2 separate regions of the Capra hircus genome follow, and region 2 is linked to region 1. The links are chromatin contacts, called in public Hi-C maps. All regions are on one chromosome and are shown on one strand. Each heading gives the region's core, a stretch centred on a gene start, on an enhancer-like site or on the middle of the called end of the contact. The rest is flanking DNA. Distances are from core to core; before and after follow the strand shown.

Region 1 (5,266 bases), core at 2,662-5,161:
CTGCTGCCGCTGTGCAAGCGTTGCCGGCAGGGCTCAGCGAGCGCGGCCGCTTCCCCGGCGCCCAACTCCACGGCCTCGGAGGGGACCCTGCAGCGCCTGGTGCCGCGCTCGCCTCGGGAGGCCCACCGGCCGCTGCCGCTGTTGGCGCGCGTCAAGCAGACTTTCTCCTGCCTCCCGCGGTGTCTGTCCCGCAAAGGCAGCAAGTGAGGATCCCGTCCCCGCCGTGGCGCCCCTCGTCCTCCCGACTGGTCCCCCTTCTGGGATCGTCCGGGCTTCTCACGGCCTTCAGGAGGGGCCCAGCGCCCGTGGGAGCCGCGCGGCGGCCTGATCCCTGCCCCTGCCCCTCTGCCCGCCTGGCTTGTCTGCGTCTGCAGTCCGTGTGTCCTCCATCTATGTGTGTGGCTCTGTGTCTGGGCCGGCTTGCTGCAGCCACCTGGTGCCTTAGTCCTTGGGCTGCGGGAGGGTGCACTCGCGCCTCCCCCCCGCCCCGCCGCATTGAAGGCGGCGGGAGTGGGAGTGGGGGAGGGGGAGGGTTGGATGGGCCTGGAGGATATTAAAGAGACACAGAAGCTGCCGGTCTGATCTCGCCTCCCAGTCATTCAGTCATTGAGCTAAGTGGGGGCGCTGTTCCTGACGCCTGCAGGAAAGAATGGGAGGAAGTTTGCATCCCCTTAGGCCTGAGGAGCCTGCCATCTTCCCAGCCCTGCAGTGTGCTGGGCTGAATTCCACTTCGTTTATCCTCACAGCTCTCTCTCCCTGGAGCCCTGGTCTCCAGAAAAGGCCCCCAATTCCTCTTTCTCTTTGAACCCCCTGCCCCCTGGCTGAGCCCCTGCCCTCCCTGAACCCCACCTTTTCCTCCCCATCTCCCTTCCTTTCCCTATCCACAAATCCTAGCTAGTAAAGGTATAGAAGTAGTTACCTCCCTCATGCCAGATTTTTTACTTGAATGAGCTCACTTAATCCTCGGGGAGGAAACAAGTTCAGAGAAGTCAGGCAGCTTGTCCAAGGACACACAGCCAGAGTAGGGGAAGCTGGATGTGACTCTGGACAGTCTGTGTCCAGCTCCTTCTGGTCTTGAAGATTACTGGCCAGGAGGACCCACCCCCGGCTGGTAGGAATGACCCTTCCCACAGAGTTTAAAGGCCAGGGGAGCACTGAGAAGGGAGGGCCTCAGGGCAGCCCAAGAAAGCAGCAGACTGACTGAGGATGAACAATGGTCACCTGAGCTTATGTTTCCTAAACTAAAATTAACTTAGAGTTAAGAGGGATCTGAAATTTCTGTAATCAAATAATCACCTGTACCGGGGTTCTTATGATGCACCAAGACCTGGGGGTGATGGGGGAGGCCCAGATTCCAGGATTTGGGGTGGGAGATGGATGAAATAACCTTCACTTGCTGCCCAACCTCCTTGGCATTCACGCAACAAAAGTTCATTGAGTACCTACTGTGTGCCAGGCCATGAGCTGGGCACTGAAGACACAGCAGTGAGCAAGCTTCTGCACTCATGTTGCTGATATTCTGATGGGAAAGACCCTGGATAAACAGATAAACCAAAGAAAAACTACTTTTGGTAGTGAGGGAGGGAGCTGCTTTGCTGTGTGGGTGGAAGCATTTCAGGCAGAGGGTACAGTACCTGAAGAGGTCTGAGTTAGGAGGGTGTATGGAGAGCGGGGTGGTAGGACTCACCAGAGTGCAGGAGCCTGTGGTCCTCCTGGCTGGTTAGTGGTGCCACCACCCGCCGGGTTTAAAACATCTTTGCGTTTCTGTTGGTGTCGCTCCCTATTTAAAAGCCCCCATCACCCTCTGGGCTTCCCTGGTGGCTCAGAGGTGGAGATACAGGTTGGACATCTGGGTTGGGAACATCCCCTGAAGGACAGCATGACAACCCACTCCAATATTCTTGCTAGCAAATTCTTGCTAAGAAGAACCTGGTGGGCTGCAGTCCTTGGGGTCACAAAGAGTCGGACACGACTGAAACGACTGAGCACACACAATTATCTCTGTCATCTCTAGGAGACAACAAAACCCCTTGATAGGATATTCCAGGTCCTTCATGATGCTCCCCACCCCCCTCTTCATTACCTTCACCACACTCTGGCTCAGCAACCGCAATAATATTATCACTCATTTATTGAGCACTCTCTGGGGGTCAGGCAATGTGCTGGACACTGGACCTGCATCTCATGGAATCTCCAAGTGGACCTATGAAGTAGGCTTTGCTATTTGATAGATGAAGAAACTGACTGTCTTGGTGCTAGAGATAGTCAGCTAGCAAGTTGGGCGGGGGGGGGGGTGGGCATTGCTGGGATTGGAATCCAGGCAGTCAGGCTGTGGACCCCATCCTCCTCGTTACTATGACTCTGCCCCCTGCACTGAAAAAAACGAAGAGATTGCCTGATACAATCAAGACTCCTGTTTAGATGCATGTATTACTCTTGTATTTAACCATCTGAAATTCTCTGTGCCCCTTTGGAGCCCTGCAGTTCCAAGTTTGAATCCTGGCTGTGACTGTAGAAGGGTCAGAACTGGGTGGCAGCTGCCATATGAAGAGAGAGAGTGGGGAGCATGAAGAAAGCTCCCTGGCAGGTACACACGAGGGACAGTGCCCAGCCTCTGGTCAGTGCTGGCCCCCATCTTGCTCAGTGCTGGCTGCAGGGAGGGCTGGTTTCTCCCTCTCAGAGCCTCAGTTTACCCAGGTACACAGCCAGCGTGGAGCAGTCTGAGCTCCTTGACCTTTTTCGTATCACAGTCCCCCTTTGACAGTTTAATGAAAGATACGTGCGAGCTAAGTCACTTCAGTCATGTCTGACTCTGCGACCCTGTGGGCTTGTAGCCTGCCAAGCTGCTCTGTCCATGGGATTTTACAAGCAAGAATACTGGAGTGGGTTGCTGTGCCCTCCTCCAGGGGATCTTCCCGACCCAGGGATTGAACCCTTGTCTCTTACGACTCCTGCATTGGCAGGTGAATTCTTTACCACTAGTGCCACCCAGAAAAAATACGTAGAGATGAAAAAATTGCATATACTTCTGGTGGGGGGGTCGGGGGGGTATCACAGACCCCACCAGGAATCTATAAACTCTAGGTGCAGCTGTTGGGAGGCAGTGTGGGACACCGTTTAGGCTCTTGGACTCTGGGGGCAGAGTCCCGGATTCAGATACTGGCTCCCCCAGGCACTAACTGGGTGACCTCAGTCTTCTAATGACAAAGTCAGTAATTTTACTCACCTCACATGCTGTTGAGATGTGAGCAATTTAGACACTGCAGGAAAGCCAGATCAAGCATCTCAGGGAGTGGTCAGAAGGGGACTCCCAGTATTTAAGGAAATATTTCTCCAAGGGTGGCTCATGGATCACCTGGATCAGAATCCCACGGGGGACTTGTTTAAAATTCACGTTCCCTGACTTCTTGCCCAGGAAATCTGATTCTGCAGGTCTAGGTTGGAGGCTGGAACTGTGCATTTTAAACCAGTCTCTGCCTCCCAGTTCTGCCAGGAGTTAGTTTGGTAGGTTCTTTGTTTTTCCCACCTCTTCAGTCCTGGTCCTGGAAAGAGACCAAGTTTCCCGGAGGCTGGGAAGAAAGGAAAACAGGTGCAGGGATGGAGCAAGGGACACCCTGGGTGCCCGCCACCCCCGGCCCCCGGTCCCGCTCTAGGGACGGATAGAACCCAGGGCTACTCCGCCCTTACCCTCCAGTGGGTCTTGGCCTCCCAGGGTACTTCAGGCTGCCCGCTGTGTGAGGACTGATGCCCTTCAGGCCAGGCGACACAGGGTGGGGCGAAAGGGCCTCCAGGGAGCAGAAAGGAAAGCGAAACTTCCTACCCAGACTTTCGCTTTCGCCGCCTCCGCGCTGTCCAGGTGGCCCCGGAGCGCGATCCCCTGTCGCCCTGGGGTTCGGTCACCCGCGCGCCCCAGACCTGGTTCCCGGAGCACTGCGTTCCCCTATGGCCGGCGACCCCTGGCGGAGGGACGAAGGGAAGGTCTCCGACAGCAGGCGACCCATGGCGGGGGCCGGGGGTCCCCTGCGCCTCCGAGAATGGCTGGTGGCGCAGATCGAGAGCGGGCGCTATGCGGGGCTGCGCTGGGAGGACGCAGGCAAGACCCTCTTCCGCATCCCCTGGAAGCACGCAGCCAAGCAGGGTTACCAGGTGCGGCAGGACGCTGCGCTCTTCAGGGTAAGGGAGTGGGGGCGGGGGTCCCAAGTTTAGTTCCCGGAGGGCTCTGTATGCACGCGGTCCCAGCGCCTGGGGCGACCTGATGCGCTGTTATCTCGGGCCACTCGCTCAGCCCTTAACCTCCGCTGTCTCTAGGTTGATGATAATGTTTTCTACATATGGGAGACCCTCCCGTGGGTGCCTGCTATGTCGCTTCAGTTGTGTCCAACTCTTCGTCACCCCATGGACTGTAGCCCACCAGGCTCCTCTGTCCATGGGATTCTCCACGCAAGAATACTGGAGTGGGTTGTCATGTCCTCCTCCAGGGGATCTTCCCAGACCCAGGGATCAATGCAGGAGTCTCTTATGTCTCCTACATTGACAGGAGGGTTCTTTACCACTAGCACCACCTGGGAAGCCCACCCTCTTAAAAGCGAATTAGCCAAGGGCTGCATGACTTGCACCGTCCTCACCCTCTAGGGTACTTCACCCTCTTCCTGGGGAAATTAGATACCACTGCCACAGATGGAAATTCCCTCCACTTCCCACCTCTAAACACTTAACCCCAGCAACTTCGGGGCATTTTCTGTGCTTCCCAACACCAGCCCTTCTCAGGGACCTCCTCCAGGAATGCCTTGTCTTTCTTCAGTCACCATTAACTTCCTCTCAAACTGTCTCTTTCCCATCAAGGTTTTAACTCGGATCTCTTCCATGAGCAATAAGCAACCAGCCACATCCCAGAGCACTGCCACCATCCCAAACACCACAGCTACCTCCAGCTCCTGCTTCTCTGGTAGCTCCCCTCTACTTTTACAGGGTATAAAGCATCTAGAAAGGGCCTTCTGGTCATCAACTCCCTCACTCATAGCCCCTCAGCTCCTCCTCTCCCCAGTCTGGCTTCTCTTTCTCCTGCTGATGTCGCTATGTGTCTCTCAGAATGCCATTGCTATCATCTTCTTAGACACCCCCTCCCCCGCCTCAGTTGGTCTACATCTAGTGGTCCCCTCCTCCTCCTTGAAACAGTCTTACTTGGTTCCCAGGATCTCTGTGTGCCCACTCCACTCCCACCCTGACCTGTTCTCCTCCTGCCTTCCGGGCCCCTGCTTCTCAGCCT
Region 2 (5,396 bases), core at 2,225-4,724, 140 kb before region 1:
GGTTGCCTTTTCCTTCTCCAATGGAGCTATGCAAACAGGGACCACCCTGAGGGGGCTGTGGCTGAGCAAGTTCACTTTGGGGCCTTGAAGGCAACCTGGAGAGTGAAGCTTTTGCAGATGGAAGCTTTAGAATCAGGTGCACTTGAGTTTGAATCCTGACTCTGTCATTTGCCAGCTGTGTGACCTTGAGACATTTATTGACCTCTCTGAGCCTTAATAGCCTCATCTGTTAAAACTGGATTCATAAAGCCTCAGACAGTTCTTTCATCCATTCAGAAAATACACCTTGAGCATCTGCCCCTGATCCTCCTCTAGGCACAGGCGACACAGTGGCAAACAGGACAGATGAGGTTGCTATGAGGATTACAAAACATGTGGCACGTTGGGTCTGTGCTTGGCACATAGCTGGTGCTCAACAAACCTCTGTTGATTTCATTTTCATTCCAGCCCTTGACAGCACTCAAGGACCAGTCTTGAAATCTTGGTTTTGACCTAGAGTCCTAGCAGGGCTAGACGGCTCAGTAAACAGACAATCCCCCTGGGATGCCAAAATACAAAAGGGAGAGAGAGTTCACCTCTAAAGGGCTTATTATAAAGCTAGGCTTGAGGTCATTATGAAATTGGACATTTTATTTTAGCTATATATTGGGGGTACACTGTAATTGCTGTAGAAGTCAGGACCCCTAAAGGCTTTTGTTGGCCCCAGTCTTGGGACATATCACCCTCTACCCCACGTCTGACCCCCACCTCCTCTGGCCTTTCGGGATGATTCACAGGAAGGTTGGCCAGGAACTGGAATACTCACTGCGGCTACAGAGCCACGGTCGTTCAGGCGTGGATGTGTAGTGGTAACCAGCCCGGTCCACACACTCGATGCTCTGGTCTCCGTAGATGATCTGGAAGACCTGACAGATGAGGGCACAGGACTCCTCGGCAGCATCCTTGTCCAGAGAGGAGGACAGAGCTCAGTCTCTCTTCCGTGATCAAGATGCCCCTGCTTCCTGAAAACGCAGTGTGAGCGGGCACACAGGGGCACACATGCAACTGTGGGCGACTTCAGAGCCACTCTAAGGTCATTTTCCATCAAAATTATATAGCCATGTTCTGGGTGGCTTTTATAGAAATAGCCACTTACTGGTCTTTATAGAATCCTGTGACAACTGTAACTCTTGTGCTCTGAAAAGTATAAACATGTACCCCCAGTTTATGGGAGAATTATGGGCCTTCCTGAAGCTTATGCTAAATTAAATTAAGTTTACATGTAGGAAGCTGAAACCCAGAGACATAAAGCGATTAGCCAGGACTAGAACCCTAGTCTCCTAATACCTAGTAAGAGGAGGAAGAAATACATGTATGAAAATGTTAGGCTCATCATAGTTATTGTGCCATATTTAGATGTGAGCTTCCTGGCACCCAGGGCAAAAATGGAAGCAGGATGAATATATAAACTTCAGTCCCTGATAGAAGGAAGGCATTTAGGTTCTTGGGTAAGACTTTTTTGAGATGGCAAATTTGAAGAGGAATTTGCCTCTTTGGTTTACCTTTTTGAGTAAGAGATATAGAAAGACAACTAATGAAGAGTCCATCTTCATGAAGTCATTTCTTATTTTGTGCTTCTCAAAAAGTCAGCCCAGGGTGTAAGTTAAAATGTAACCTCAGGACAGGCATTTTGGGATGAGGGAGTGAAATTATCATTAAACCAGGATTGATCCTTATAATAACCCTATCAAGTGGACAGAGAAGAGAGGATCCTTATTTTATGAGAGTGGATAAGTGACTCATATAGCAGACTCATGGCTTTGGTTAATATTGGCACCCAGGTTTTTTGACTCTAACTCCTATACCCTTCTTGAGACCACGATGCCTCAGATTGGAGGCCAGAGGCTCAGATACTCCCCGGAAAAAAAAGCCTTATTTATTTACTCATTCTACAAATTATTACTTATTTCCACTGTGTGGCAGGCACCGGGCTGGGTTCTGGAGTCTCAGAGGTGAATTAGGTAAGGCCTAAAGCCCTCCCAGCCTAGTGGAATAAACAGGGCACACTGGTGCCTATGTCTGGAATTGACTTTCTTGGCTCTTTGCCCTGCTGCTTCCTTCTCTCTTCCACATTTCAGTTCAAAAGGCACAAACTCACTTTCCCTCTGAAAAATGGATCTCCTTCCTCCTTATCATTTCAAGTTGCCTGTTTTTTTGTTGGTCCCCATCACAACATATTGTAATATATTACGAACTAATCCATCTACTCAATATATTTATTGAGCAGCTAGGAAATGGCAACTCATTCCAGTATTCTTGCCTGGAGAATCCTGTGGACAGAGGAGCCTGGTGGGCTACAGTCCGTGGGGTTGCAAAGAGTCGAACATGACTGAAGCGACTTAGCATGAACGCACACATATGCCAGGCACTTTTCTAGGTGCCAAGGATAAATGGGAAAGTGTTTCAAGCCCACTCCATAGCCTGAGTTTACTGGTTACTATCCACCTTTCTTTCTAAAGAGGCACCATGTCCATTTTGTTCACCACATGGGATTTATATATAGGGGGAGTTCAAGGCCCTGGGTCAGAGAAAAAGCTTACAAGTCTCAGGGTTTGAAGGTGTCTGCTAGACAGTGAGCTCCCTAAGGGAGGACACTAATTATGTCTTGTTCATTTCTGTATCCATGTCACCTAGACCAATGCCTAGCAGAAGCTGGTACTCAATAAACATGGTCAAATAAATAAAAGCAAGGGTGAATGTGGAGGATAGAGGGTGGGGCAAGATCTGTGGGAAATCTTATGCTTTGGGTGATGACCATTGTTACCAAGAGTACCGGCTCTGAACTTTCGGGTCCTAGTGTTGAAATCACCGCCTGCTTCCTGTGCGACCTTGCACAAGTTGCTTAGCCTCTGTCTGTTTCCTTCTCTGTAGAATAGGAATGATGGTAATATTTGCCTCTAGGGGTTAACCTGAGAACAAAATGATTAATGCTGGTTTCCTGTCTGGCACAGGTCGGGCACTCAATTCGTGCTGGTGATCACTGTCCTCATGATTCTTACTGTGGTAGTGCGGAGACTGACGATTTTGGGGAAAGAGGAGGGCTGGAGGAGGGATTAGATCTAAGTCTGGGCCATTTTGAACTTTCATCCCTCCGGGACAAGTAAGGGGGAGGTGTCTGGGAGCTGGAGGGTAGAAGCCTTTTGCCGTTATGGGCGCACAGTGCCTGAAATCCTGGGGAGTAGGGCCAAAGGAGGGAGATGAAAAGGGACGGGGGGACGCGGGAGTGGGGGCGGAGGGTTGCGGGGGTAGGGGCAGAGGGATGGGGGGCGGGGGCGCGGGGGTGAAGACGTGCCCTGGAGGCAGGGTGCAGGGGCGCAGGGTGCCCTCGGGCTCACCCTGTTGGCCACAGCCAGAATGACCAGGTTGCAGTAGGCGTCGGGGCTGGGGTCCTGCGGGTCTAGCGGGTTGGGGCCCGGGTGGCGCCGCTCCCAGCTGCCACCGCCGCCGCCCGCCTGCCTCCGCTCCCAGCTGCCGCCTGGCTTTCCCGCGCCGCCGCCGCCGCCGGCGTGCCGCCGCTCCCAGCTGCCGCTGAACGTCTGTCGCCGCTCCCAGCTGCCCGACGCCCGCGCCCCGGCGCGCTGGCGCTCCAGGCTGCCGCCGCCGCCGCCCCCGGCCCGGGCCTCTGCGCCTGCGCCGCCGCCCCACGCCATCCGCCAGTCCAGGCTGCAGATGGTGTGGCGCCGCTCGGTGGTGCCCACCCGCCGCTTTTCGGGCGCCACGCCCGGTGGGCCCGGGTCGCGCCCCGCCCCGCCGGGGCTGGCGTCTACGCCGGCTGGCACCGGGTCCACGCCCAGACCTAGGAGAGGTCGGGTGGCCGTCAGAGCAGGAGATCCAGGCTAAGCGCCCCCTCTCCCGACGCCAGCTGGGGGTCCTGACCCGCCGCTGCGGGATGGGGGTTTGGGAGTGAGTCCCCCGGCCCTTGTGCTCAGGCCACACCCCTAGCTTCAAAGTCAGGAGGCCCGACCCCGCCCCACCCTCAGGCTCCACCCCTGGATCTGGCCTTTCCCACCCATCCCACCCCATCCAGACGCCCCTTGCCTCGGACCCTGCCGTCTGATCTGAGTAGTGGTCAGACTATCGCCTCCCTCTTTACTGTTAACTCTGACTCTGTTCTTGGTTTCGGGAACCTCTCCTTGGATCCAAGCTTCCCTTCAGCCCCGCCCCTGGTCTCAGGCCCCGCCCCTAGCTTGGCAGGGTCTCACACCTCCCACCAGGTAGCTCAGCCGCGAGCTCCGCCCCGCAGTGTACGGCTCCGCCCCTAAGTGAGACGCCGCTTCTTGCCCCAGGTACCCTCCTAGCCTCAGAGCTTTGCTACCCATGAATCACGCGTTCAGGCCTCAGGATTCTGGCTTCTCCATCATTTCCGAGATGGTGGGTCAGGCCGCCCTCCTTCAACCCTCAACACTGGGCTCCCACTTCTTGCAAACAGCCATGCCCTATCCCTAGTCTAGGGGTAGTTTGGTCAGGCCTTCCATCACCCCATCCTCCAGCCTCAGGCCCCGCCCCAGCCCCAGGCAGCGCCCGTTTCTAGGTGTCGGGCCGTTCTCTACCCTTTCCCCTCCCCGCCCACCGTACCGGTCTTCAGCACCAGCAGGTGCAGAGCGTCGTCCTGCAGGTAGGAGGCGGCGGCAATCTCGTGCGTGGGTATACGCAAGATAAGCTCCTCGTTGTCGCGCCAGGTGAGCAGCAGGCAGCGGGCCGACAGGCTCAGGATGCTGTCTTGCTCCGCCGTGGTCTTCAGCGGCAGCTCCTTCAGCTGCTGTGGGGTGGGTCGGATCTCCTGAGTCCCAGTGGCCACGGGTGGGAAACGTAGGGGACCAGACCCTGTCCTCCCCTCTCCCGGCGCCTCACCCTGGCCGTGTCCAGCAGCTGCAGGAGCTCGTCCCGGCTGGAGGGGTTCAGTGAGGAGGTGACCCAGGTGAGGTGGCCCAGGAACTGTATAGAAATGGGACGGGGGTAGGGGTGGTGGGAGAAGGGCAGAGAGGTTACCTTGAAGCCGCGGAGGACCCTGACCTCACTGACACCGTAAGGGTAGACTGAGATAGAAATATCTGAATTAATAATAATGGCTTGGTAATAACTGTTATTAAAGCAATCCTAGGACCCATAGTCCTGCGAGTTTTATGTACTCATTCATCCTTACTTTGAGGATGAGAAAACTAAAGCACAGTCAAAATAAATAACCTGCCCAGTATTATCTATAAAAGAAAGGGTGGAGCTGGACTCCACACACCAGAACCCACACTCTCACAGCTAGCTTATTTTTGCTAATATAAGCTTACTTTATGAACATACAGTTCTTTGACTATGGCAGAAGCAAAGGTCACTGTAATAGCTTGAAAGAACGGGCCACTTGT

What was found. A called contact is a pair of places that touch in the nucleus more often than the background predicts.
Region 2: a contact with region 1 is called in a Hi-C map of blood, with 2.3 times the contacts expected there. The contact joins two enhancer-like sites. A contact is called at or near these places in 2 of 5 Hi-C or Micro-C datasets (both in blood).

What each region holds. Positions count from the first base shown.
Region 1 is chr13:60,702,211-60,707,476 of ARS1.2, reverse strand. It overlaps DUSP15 (dual specificity protein phosphatase 15), which reads left to right. Exons shown (of 16, transcript XM_018056866.1): 7 at 1-203; 8 at 3,485-3,495; 9 at 3,740-4,173. Among named protein-coding and RNA genes, the nearest start is that of DUSP15, 11 kb to the left of the region's middle. Within about 2 kb of position 3,911, at least 3 of the 5 cell types and tissues checked have an H3K27ac peak or open chromatin away from gene starts, as enhancers often do.
Region 2 is chr13:60,839,094-60,844,489 of ARS1.2, reverse strand. It overlaps CCM2L (cerebral cavernous malformations 2 protein-like), which reads right to left. Exons shown (of 10, transcript XM_018057689.1): 3 at 4,891-4,974; 4 at 4,615-4,795; 5 at 3,375-3,835; 6 at 806-941. Among named protein-coding and RNA genes, the nearest start is that of CCM2L, 7.1 kb to the right of the region's middle. Within about 2 kb of position 3,474, at least 1 of the 5 cell types and tissues checked has an H3K27ac peak or open chromatin away from gene starts, as enhancers often do.